3 separate regions of the Mus musculus genome follow, and all the other regions are linked to region 2. Evidence: chromatin contacts called from public Hi-C and promoter capture Hi-C data. All regions are on one chromosome and are shown on one strand. The core of a region is the stretch at or near the end of the contact, and the rest is flanking DNA. Distances in the headings are between cores, read along the strand shown.

Region 1 (3,219 bases), core at 528-3,027, 6.1 Mb after region 2:
TTCCCCTACCTCCACCCCTCCTAGTCCCCTCTCTCTTCTTCCCCAGATCCACTCCTCCTCTGTTTCTCTTAAAACAAACAAATGAAAAGCCTCCCAGGGATATCAACCGAACACAGCACAACAAATTACAATAAAGTCCCATAGCCTCTTCCCTTTTAAATTATTGATTTAAATACTTTATGATCAATGAGTAACAGACTCATTAAAATCTAGATGAAATTTATTCAGAACATGTGGGTGCCCCCCAACCTGATAGTTGTGTTGAATTTCCCATCTTCTCATCTTGATTTTAGAAGACTTTTTAGTATTTATTGAAATACTATTATGCTGTCAACTTAAAAAAAATAACAAGGGCTTGGAAGAAGTTGAAGTGAGGCCAACAGCCTCTTTCCAGTGAAAGGAACCCAGACCCACACACCCATGTGTGAAAAGCACTCTTTGAAAGAAGCTCGAAGCTCATAACCATTCAAACATAATACTAACTACATTTGATTCTCAAAGAGACTGGAATGGGTGCACCATTATGAGGCATCAGTTTGCATACAGAGAATTTCCCTTAAAATTTGTTCAAAACATAGTCGAATCCAGTGGTTACCAACCTTCCTAATGCTGCAACTCTTCAGTATAGTTCTGCATGTTTCTGTGATCCCTGAACCACAAAATCATTTCGTTATTACGTCCAACTTTGCTACTGTTATGAATTATAATGTCTATATACATGTGCGTTCTGATGGTCTTAGACGACCCCTGTGAAAGGTAGTTTGACCCTCTAAGGAGTCACAATCCACAGGTTGAAAACCACCGATCTAAGCACCTGAAGTATTGTTCTCAGTTTTACTAGGCATATGCGGGTACTCCTCTTTCCTTTATCTGGCTTATTGACCCATGTGCTTATTAAATATTTCCTGGAGGTTGGGGAGAGCATGGTCCAGAAGGAGAGGTCCTAGTGTGTTTTCAGACCCTGGTTACATCTCTTCACATCTTAGCATCTAATTTAGTGAATATATTTTTGTGCTAATATTTTTTTGCTGTTTTTACTGACTATATTCTAAGCCTTTTAAAGCTATGATGTAAGAATAATAAACAATAAAGTTTTGGTAATAGCTCCCTCCAGCCCCCACCAAAAAACCCCAAACATTTGAATGCTGAAGACCGGTGTGGTGGTACACACCTTTAATCCCAGATTCTGGAGTCATAAGCAGGAAGATCACTATGACGTTGAGGCCAGCCAGGTCTACATAGCATGTTCCAGGCTAGTGAAGGATACACAGTGGCCTCGATTCATAAACCCAAAATAAACAAAACAAGCAAGCAAACAAATAAATAAAAATAGAACAGAAAAGTCTTTTAAAACCAATCTGGAAGTTGAGAGATTTAAAATGCAAAACTCATGGTAGGTTTTCAAATGGGCTAAAGAGTGGTAGCAAAGTTTGGGTAGATTTTTGATACAATTCGCCATTTTCATTAGATTTCTAATCCCCCTCAAATAAGAATTTTAATAATTTCCCCTCCCTTCTCTCCCTCACCCTCACCCACCTCTCTTCTCTCTCCTCTCCTTCGCTCCCTTTCTCTCCCTTTCCTTCCCTTCCCCTCTCAAAAAAGAAGTTCCCACAGGGCTATACAAGTAGCTACAATTTAGAGCTTGATACAAGAAAACTACCATTCCCAGCGTGCAACACCGAGGTTGCAATGCATCCTGGGAAGGAAGTGTCACGCTCCCCCCCGTCCCCGCCCCATCGGCTTCCTGTTCGTCAGAGCAGAGACCACGCAGGTCTCATAGGGATTATCCGGAACTCGTTTTGCCTTTTACACATTGTAGCCGGCGGGATCTTAAAGAACAGTTCCACTTCCGGGGCCGCCGGAAGCAGTTTTGCGATGGCAACTTCTGCGGAGGCGCCTGCCAAAGAAGCTCAAAAACGTGACTCTCAGCCGCAGAAACAGAAGCGTGAGACCCAAGGTGAGGCAGTGCGAGACCCGAAGCCCGGAGCTGGCGGATCTCGAAGCATCTTTGTCTCTTTCTTTGGCCGCGCACTTGGGTTGAGCCTCTTTTAGGCTGTGCAGTGCCTGCGGTAGCCGGGGTAGCCGAGGGTTGCGGGTGTTGATGGCTGCGCCGGCCACGTGCAGCTAACGCAGTGTTTTTGCCAGCGACCGTCCCTGGCAAGTGTACCCGATGCGCCTTCTGTCCCCGGTAAAAGTGTGAGGACTCAGAGATTGTGGAAGGCGCGGCAGTTCTGCCTTGAGCTTTGGGGAGGGGAGGTTGAGAGGATGCGGATCAGGATCAGGTGGGAGAATCTTCGTGTCCTGCGAGCGCCGATGGTGATGAGGGAGGCGGACGGGGAAAGGTGGGGACGGAGCTCAATGGGAAGTTTTGTCAGAACTTTTATCTGATTATTAAGTTGCTAAATGACACAGCTCTCAGTCTTTAGCTCTAACCCCTAGTTTGATTTTTGGCTGCTCTAGTTTGATTGCTTCTTTCCGTTTTGATGAGAGTTTGGTTTTTACCTACCTTCAATTTAAAAAGAAAAATTTTTTTCTTTTAAAAACTAAGTACGTAAAATACGGCAGGGACTATAGACACCGGTAAAAGCTTCAAACCAACGCTTGAGGAATTGACAGGATGAGTAGACCATCTTCCTCAAGTTATCCATGTGCCAATCACAGATGCTATATAGCTTCCTTTCTGGTACCCGGAGTAATTCGTTCGAGCTTTCTGTCACCTATCTACAGCTATTATGATTTTTAACAAAACGCTTCGATTTTTGTCTCCTTTTGAATCATAGGAGAATGAATGGAGCTGTGTACTCTATGTATGTTGTCTGTGTCTTTAGCTTCTGATTCTTTACGATGCTGTGTAATATTTAAATTCCGTCGTTGGCGGACATTTGAGCTCTGCCTTCAGCTTGCTCTTGTAAGCACCTTTGTGCATGTCTTCTGGTAATGCCTCAGGGTCTCTGTAGGAATTTAGGATTGGAAACTCAATTGCAGGGTATCTTCAAGTTATGCTAATGCTACCGGAAGGAGCTGTGCCAGGTTTTTTTCTGTTTTAGGAAAGGTTTGTTTACGTTCAAAGCGTGAGGGTATAGTCAACCATGGAGGGGAAACTGGGCCAGCACAACTCTAATAGTTGAGATTGCTCATCGATCTAAATTTACAGTGATTTTTTTTGTTGTTGTTGTGTTTTGATTTTGAGGTCCTGGATGTACTTATATAGCTAGACTT
Region 2 (3,323 bases), core at 507-3,006:
ATCCGAAGGACTGCTTCCAATAAGTCAGCTCAAAAAACAGCTGGGAATTCATAAAACTCAAAAAGTTATCACGTCCAGAGTCTAGTCTCTGAATTGGTACTCAGACTTTTGCACACACACACACACACACACACAGAGGAAACAGGAAAAAAAAACTTTTAGCAAAAGCAAACTGCAGAACATACAATAGGCACCAATGAATCAAGCTATTAGTATATATAAGGTAATAGCCCATCAGGAAGAGACAAAGTTAAACAAAGGTTTGCTCTGCACTTAAAAGTTTTGTTTTCTTGTATTTTCTTCGTTTTTTTTTTCTTTTTGAAAGCCAACAAGAGTCACTTTTTTTCAACAAATATTTTATAGAGTACTTAATGTATGCCAAATAGTTTCCCACACGTTGGAATCCTGGTTAAGGCAAATACGGTTCCTGCTTTCTACAAGTTTATGTACCAGGTTATCAACGCAGAATACTATGGGAGCAAACTGAAAGGGTGTCTAACTTTCCAACAACCAGGAACTATTGCCCAAGAACCAATGTGTCTTAAGTTCTACCATTATAACCCCCCCCCCTCCATGGCCCCTACCTCCGCCCCCGGGGCACTTTGCATTTACAGGCTGCTTCAGTGATTAAGTAAGTTCACTAATGCTGACAACATCTGGAACACCTGGAAGCAAAGCACAAGCAATTCCAGTAGCTGCTACTGTTCCTGTTCCTCTATTTCCAGAATAGAATCTAAGTTGGTAGAATCTAAGTTTCTTGCGGGTATCAAACTCCAGAGCCTAGAAAACACCAGGGTGCATAACTGATATTGAAAATACAGTTTTCTTCTTCTTCTTCTTCTTTTTTTCCCCGAGACTGGGTTTCTCTGTGTAGACCAGGCAGGCCTCGAACTCAGAAATCTGCCTGCCTCCGCTTCCGCCTCCCAAGTGCTGGGAATTAAAGGTGTGTTTTCAAATTAACTAGCGAGCACTCAAAGCTTTCACTATCACCATCCTAATCCACGATACCTTGTGCCGAGTAGGAACTGGCTCTTATTGGTCCCCCAAGTCCACTTCTACTTTGTATTGATCATCACACAGCCTTTAGATGTTTTCAAAACTAAATTGTTGAATCAATAAATGAAGGAACGCCTCTTCCCCGGGTTGACTACTTTAAGTTGTGGAACTTGACCAACACCCAGATTAGAACCCAGAGGGGACCCCGCCCGTCTCCATCCATCCTCGCTATTCAGCTCCCTCCAATTCATCTCCTAGGTAACAGCATCCTTCAAGTCCCTGCCACTTCCGCCGAGTTCCACCAGGGGGCGCGCTGACAGCCCCCGCCCCGCCCGCCCCGCCCGCCCCGCCAGTCACCTGATCCCGTCTCTGCCTCGCGCGGCTCGGCCTCCACCGCCGACTCCCTCAGCGCCGCCAGCACGCTCTCAGGGGGCAGGTCGACCAGCTCCTGCCAGACCGACTTGGTGTAGAAGTCCACCGTGTGCGCGCTGGAAATGGCCAGGGCGCCCCTGAGGAAGCTCAGCAAGCCCTGTAACTTGTCGTGCAGCGTGGGCAGGTCCGGGGTCCTGGGCAGAGGGCAGGCCGCCGCCATGACGCTCATCCTCCGGGGCTGCAGGTGGCGCCAACATGGCCGCGCGACCCCTCTCTTCCCCGCCGGAAGCGGCTCAGGCTGAGGCAGTCGAGCTCCGAGCACGCGCCGGGTTGGGCGATTGATTGCTTCCGCCTCGTGACGTGTTAGGTCGGCGTCCACTGGCGTTCCAGGAACTCCCACCGTGGAAAAAGATGGCGCCTTCGCGGCCGTCTTCCAAGTGGCGGACCGGAGGGTTTGCGGCGCGTGGGGAAGGGATCTCTCAGGTCAGATTCGGAAACCAGAATGGGAAGCGCAGGACTTGGCGGCCGAACCCCCAGCAAGCCTTCCGGGGGAGCGTGCGCAAGGGTAAGGAGGGACAGCCGTGGAGGAGCGCTCGGGCCCGCCGAAGTCGAGGGAGTAGGATGGGATCCGGCTTGAGATCGGGGAAGCCGTTCCTAAGCTCGCCAAGTCCGAGAGCTTCTCAGTCCTTTGACTGAGAACCGGACGGTGCGGTCAGCTTCAGTGATTTAACGCAGATCTCAGGTCTAAGCGAAGACACGGGGCGTCTAGAGGTGCGCTTGGCTAAGAAGCACCCAGACATACTTGCATCTCTACTACAGCAAGTATGTAATATAGATACAATATTACATTAAAATACTCTGCCCCAAAGCTTTGATAACCAAAAGACACCACAGTAGCCCTCCAGTCTCATACTGCTGCCTTCCTTAGATTCGATTCGATGTCTTGTCTTTGAAGGCCTCTCGTTGCATGTCAGATGCTTAAGTGGTTTTTGTTCGATCTAAGAATAATCGACAGGTGTTCAGAAAGTTGTACAGTACCTCCCCCTTTTGTTTTGTGTTGTGTTTTGGAAAATAAGTGATTAGTAAGATCCTCCAAGGGAAAAATACTAGACTACTCTACTTTATTTATTAAGTGTTTACTGAAGACCCAAGTGAGATTGTATGTGGATTAAATAAAATGTAATTTGTGGATATGAGTCTAAATTCAAGGTGAGCAGTAAAGTTTAGTTTACTGTACTTAGAGTTTTTAATGTGATGTCTGACAACTCGCTGTTACCCTTATATTTAGGTAAAGGGCCACCTTGCTCTTCAGTGTACCATTAAATGGTTGCCTAACCTTATCTTTAAAGCAAAGCCAAGTAATTCTCTCATTTGAATATAAAGTAAAAGAAAAAAATATTTAGTTTTCATTTTCTGTTAAAGTAATTGTAACTGAAATCCTTCAATGTTAGGACAAGGTTTTGCATTTCGGAGAAAACTGAAGATCCAGCAAAATTACAAGAAATTGCTGTGGAAGGTGAAGGAGGCACCAGCGTCACAGGAGTCCCAGTTCACAGATCGTTACCCAGAGCACCTGAAACACCTCTATCTGGCCGAAGAGGAAAGACTCAGAAAACAGCAAAGAAAGGCTGGCCTGGCTTTGTCAGAAGAACAGGTTGACCGGCCTTTGCCTGAAGAGGAGGGCAGCACTGAGCAGACTTCCTCTGAAGAACCGCCAGGTGGTCACCAGCCACAGCCAGAAGAGCTGAACACAGGAAGGTAAGCACCTCCGTCTTCAGAAATTCCTCACTTTAAATGTAAAGAATGTTTTACTGACGACACAGGGAAAAATTTGTAAGAATCAGGATTTTTCTTAGCACTTTTTTCAAGTCATGTAATGGTATTTCATGGAGTCTCCCCACTTAGTGTTAAATGACTGAAAGAGGCTAGTTGAGCAGAGATGTCGAAAATAGGAA
Region 3 (3,717 bases), core at 512-3,011, 7.1 Mb after region 2:
GCAGAGGTCTGACTGCCCAGTTGATGAAGGAATTCTGCAACCATACCAGGTAAACCAGGCCTGTTTCAGGGCTCTTAGCATTAAACTCATTCACATTATTGAAGGCAGATGGAAAAAAGTTCCCTCCTGGCTCAATTTTTAAACAGCCTCCTGCTCTGCCATGATGTCCTTCTGTAGGTCAGTGGTACCACTGGAGGGCAGCGACCTGTCATAATGATCAAGTCAGACCCATGGGCTGGTTACATCACCAGTAACTCAAAAGTAGGAAAAAACCGTCCCACCAAACTTATGTCCGCAGTATGTAATTCAAGACATGAGTCTTCCAGTTGGACATGATGTGCAGTCGCGGAGGTACACTTCATCCTCATAGCATCAAAAGAAAATCTTCAGCTGTTTGAAAACCACCTTGTCCTTTGCCAAACCTTTGCCACTCAGTAGGATGGAAAGACAGGTCTTCTGATGAGCCAAAGGCAAGGCCTTGTCCCCACAAAATGCTGGACCTTTGGAAAACAGGTGATTTGGAACTTCTTGAAGACAAGGGCACAAGGGCTTCCCATCGAATTCAAACGGGAATATTAATATTTTTAGTATTTAAGTCACATACCTGACTTCTATTTGTATCAAAGAGGCCCAATTGGAGGCTTAGAAATCAGAGGAGCAGTCCACCGAAGCTGACTGATCAGGGCCTGACCATCAACACCATCTAAAACTTCGAAGGAGGCCCATGACATCAGGCAGATGCAGAATCTGAGAAACAAATAGAATTGTATAGGCTGGGTACACAGCTGCTCACCTGTGTACCGAGGACAGTTCAGGGTCCTTGCACATCCACATGTATTTTATACAGCTCAAAATACAGCACGACGCCTCTGGACCTTCTTCTGCCCAGGATTTCAGAGCTGGCATGGGAGACCCTTTCAAATGGACCGGGATTCCTAAATTCTCCTCTTTGGGTGTTTTGTTCGTTTTACGCCTTCTCGGTTTTTTTTTTTTTTGTATTTTAATGCTAAGATCTTGAAGGGGGGTAAATGGGACTTTTGTTTGCTTTTCCTTTATTTGTTGATTTAATTTTTTTTCTCTCCAACTTAGCTTATTCCTCCAAAGCCACGGGGACCAGTCTCTATTATTGTCCTGGTCACTGTGTCGCCCTCTCTCAGGTGGTGACTACTGGAATTCCGGAGGTGAACGCTGCAGCTCCGTCTGGGGCCCGTCCCCGGGATCCCCAGGAAGGGAGCAGAGCGGGAGGCGGCACGCGCCTTTGTCCTCCACTGGCTGGATGCCGAAATCCTTCACGCTCCCAGTGTCTGCAAACTCCAGGTAGAAGTAGCCACACTTGACCGCCCGGTGCACCTCAAAGCAGAAGCCCAGGCAGGAATCCTCTATCAGGTCTACATAGATCTCCTGGGCGATGGCCTCCAGCTTGTTAGTATCCAGGTTGGCCAACGAAATCTCCTCCATCTTAACCGGCAAGCGACCGTGCGGAGGGCGCTGGCTTTACTCACGGCACACTCGGGCTCCGCTAGGCCTGCAAGGCCTCTCCGGGCCTCGTCCTCCGGGACGGCAACGGCGACGACGGCGGCGTCCGCGGCGACAGCAACCGCCGCTCCGGAGCCCCAACGCTCGCTCGGCTGCGACGATCACCCAAGTTCGGGATTCTGAGCTGCACCCGAGCCCGGCTCGCCGCGAAAACCGTCTCGGCGCCTCACCCAGCCGTTCGGGCCTCTTCCTCTCGCTGACAGTCTGGGCCCGCCCCCCCACTTCCGCCCGGTGCTGCGCCTGCGCACTGGCTCCGCGCGGAGGCTGGGCTTGGGCTCGGGCTCTGGCGCAGTTCGCTGGCCTGGGAGCACTGTTGGTCTGTGCGAGCCAGTGGCGACAACTGGCATTCCTGCCTGTGTCTTTTTCTCTCTCCCGGTTCATAAAATGTTATCGACGATGCTATGGTATTTTGTTTAGGGCTTTAAACGTTCACTAATGCGTTCACCTGTGTTTCAATGATTTCTTACGTAAAAGGAGGAATAATAATTACTTGTCCAGTTGTGTAATCAATCGAATAATGATTTCAGGCATGTTTATCCACATACGACTGAAAATTTGACGTACAGGATTGGCTTGCAGTAATTTACAGTACTGCCGCAGTTGTCATTTAAATCCACTAGATGATGCAAGGAAACAAATTGCCCTATAGTTTATCTTTGAGGCTTTCTTTGAATGAAAACAACTAGAATCCTGACACTAAAGGCATAATTCAAATATATTGATCAAATAAACCTAAGGCATTTATCTCACTTATAAGACCATTAAGTCAGCGTGACTGTAAAGAAATGATTATATACGTCTCCAAATGTGCTACAAGATAAAAATGATGTGCGCTTAGTTTGGGGGAGGCAAAGAGGAGGGGGAAGACTTTCCTAAAGTTACACTGCTTTCACTGTGAGAACTGGAACCGTCCCACCAAATCCTCTGCAGCCAGCTCCTAACAACTTTTCTCATTTGACTCAAGCAAGTCCTTATTCTGTCACTGATAAAACACACTACTAACCACAATGGATCAGAAGATGCTAGCTAGCTATTCCTAAAAAGATTAGTTGTGAATTCAAACATAAGGAAATCACTGTATTCTTTCTTTACTTTTTTCTTTCTTGTTCATTATTTGATCCTCCTCTGCAACTGCTCTACTTTTGCAATTTATCAGAAAGAACTGTGGCTAAGGAAAAACTCAAATCCTCCTTTATAGCTTTCTTATGCAAGATTTCCAGATTAGAGAAAAGCATAAGATGATCATATTTTCCTCAGTACAGAATTACCTTACACTGATTGATTTAGAGTGCAAACTATTTGTAAACAACTGTATTTTCTAGTTGTCTATTTAATTAATTTAGATCTCACAAATTGGCAGATACAAATCATTTAGCTTATGCTACTTAATTTTTTTCTGCCCAGAGTTCTTTTTTTTTAATTTAAAAAAAGACAGAACTTTAAAAAAATTGGACTTTTGTATAATCTAGATGTTCTAGATTCAAAAAATTAACGTATTGACACATTGTGGGATCTGGACATACAATAAACCATGTAATGTTTAAGAGTACATGTTACTGAATCAGACTGCCTCCTACAGTAGATGCCTATGCGAATCTTGTATTGGGATCTGTTTTCTTGACATTTCAGGAATAGGTGTCATCACATAGTTTTGTAGTGAGACACATAGCAATACGTATAAGAATTTTCACATGGTGCTTGCATGATGTATACAGTGGTACAGACTGCCTAGTTAGATAAAGAAAATATAGTTAGGACTTCAAGCATCTTTGCTTTAAACTCTTTCCTCTTCAAACTAAGTGTAAAACTCTACTTTCCAGGTCTAGTACAAATTCAGAGACATTTGTGAAGTTTAGACTTTTTTCTGCAGGTCTTGGTTTGGGTCTGACTGTCTAGCTTCATGTCTAGCATGCTTTGACATTTGCTGGTGCTAACACATTTATTGCCAAACAAAAGTTCTTATTAACAGACAACTGTCCTTTGTCATTATCGATGTATAATTTGTTCATGCCAGGTCATTGAAAAATCTTTGTTCCCTTAATTTGACAAAACAAATAGGAGATTGTTTTTCTTAATCTTATACTGTGGGAGTTGGAAACTGTCTTGTATTTATCTAATACATTTAGTACAGTTCAATAAAAATTATTTCAAAGTATATGTGCTTTTATGTTCATAGAAATT

What was found. Promoter capture Hi-C pulls out the DNA fragments that hold promoters and counts their contacts. A called contact is a pair of places that touch in the nucleus more often than the background predicts.
Region 1: a promoter capture Hi-C map of pre-B cells shows a contact between it and region 2. The contact joins the promoter of Krr1 here to the promoter of Ccdc59 in region 2. A contact is called at or near these places in 2 of 39 promoter capture datasets (liver and pre-B cells) and 3 of 484 Hi-C or Micro-C datasets (CD4 T cells, CD8 T cells and cardiomyocytes).
Region 3: a Hi-C map of muscle stem cells shows a contact between it and region 2, with 5 times the contacts expected there. The contact joins the promoter of Atxn7l3b here to the promoter of Ccdc59 in region 2. A contact is called at or near these places in 2 of 39 promoter capture datasets (liver and pre-B cells) and 2 of 484 Hi-C or Micro-C datasets (CD4 T cells and muscle stem cells).

What each region holds. Positions count from the first base shown.
Region 1 is chr10:111,970,918-111,974,136 of GRCm38.p6, forward strand. It overlaps Krr1 (KRR1, small subunit (SSU) processome component, homolog (yeast)), which reads left to right and starts at 1,778. Exons shown (of 10, transcript NM_178610.4): 1 at 1,778-1,957. The coding sequence starts at 1,876.
Region 2 is chr10:105,839,723-105,843,045 of GRCm38.p6, forward strand. Ccdc59 (coiled-coil domain containing 59) reads left to right here and starts at 1,757. Exons shown (of 4, transcript NM_025602.3): 1 at 1,757-1,933; 2 at 2,820-3,126. The coding sequence starts at 1,780. Mettl25 (methyltransferase like 25) reads right to left here and starts at 1,658. Exons shown (of 12, transcript NM_207522.2): 1 at 1,354-1,658. The coding sequence starts at 1,597.
Region 3 is chr10:112,927,265-112,930,981 of GRCm38.p6, forward strand. It overlaps Atxn7l3b (ataxin 7-like 3B), which reads right to left and starts at 1,762. Exons shown (of 1, transcript NM_001033474.2): 1 at 1-1,762. The coding sequence starts at 1,458. The coding sequence ends at 1,165.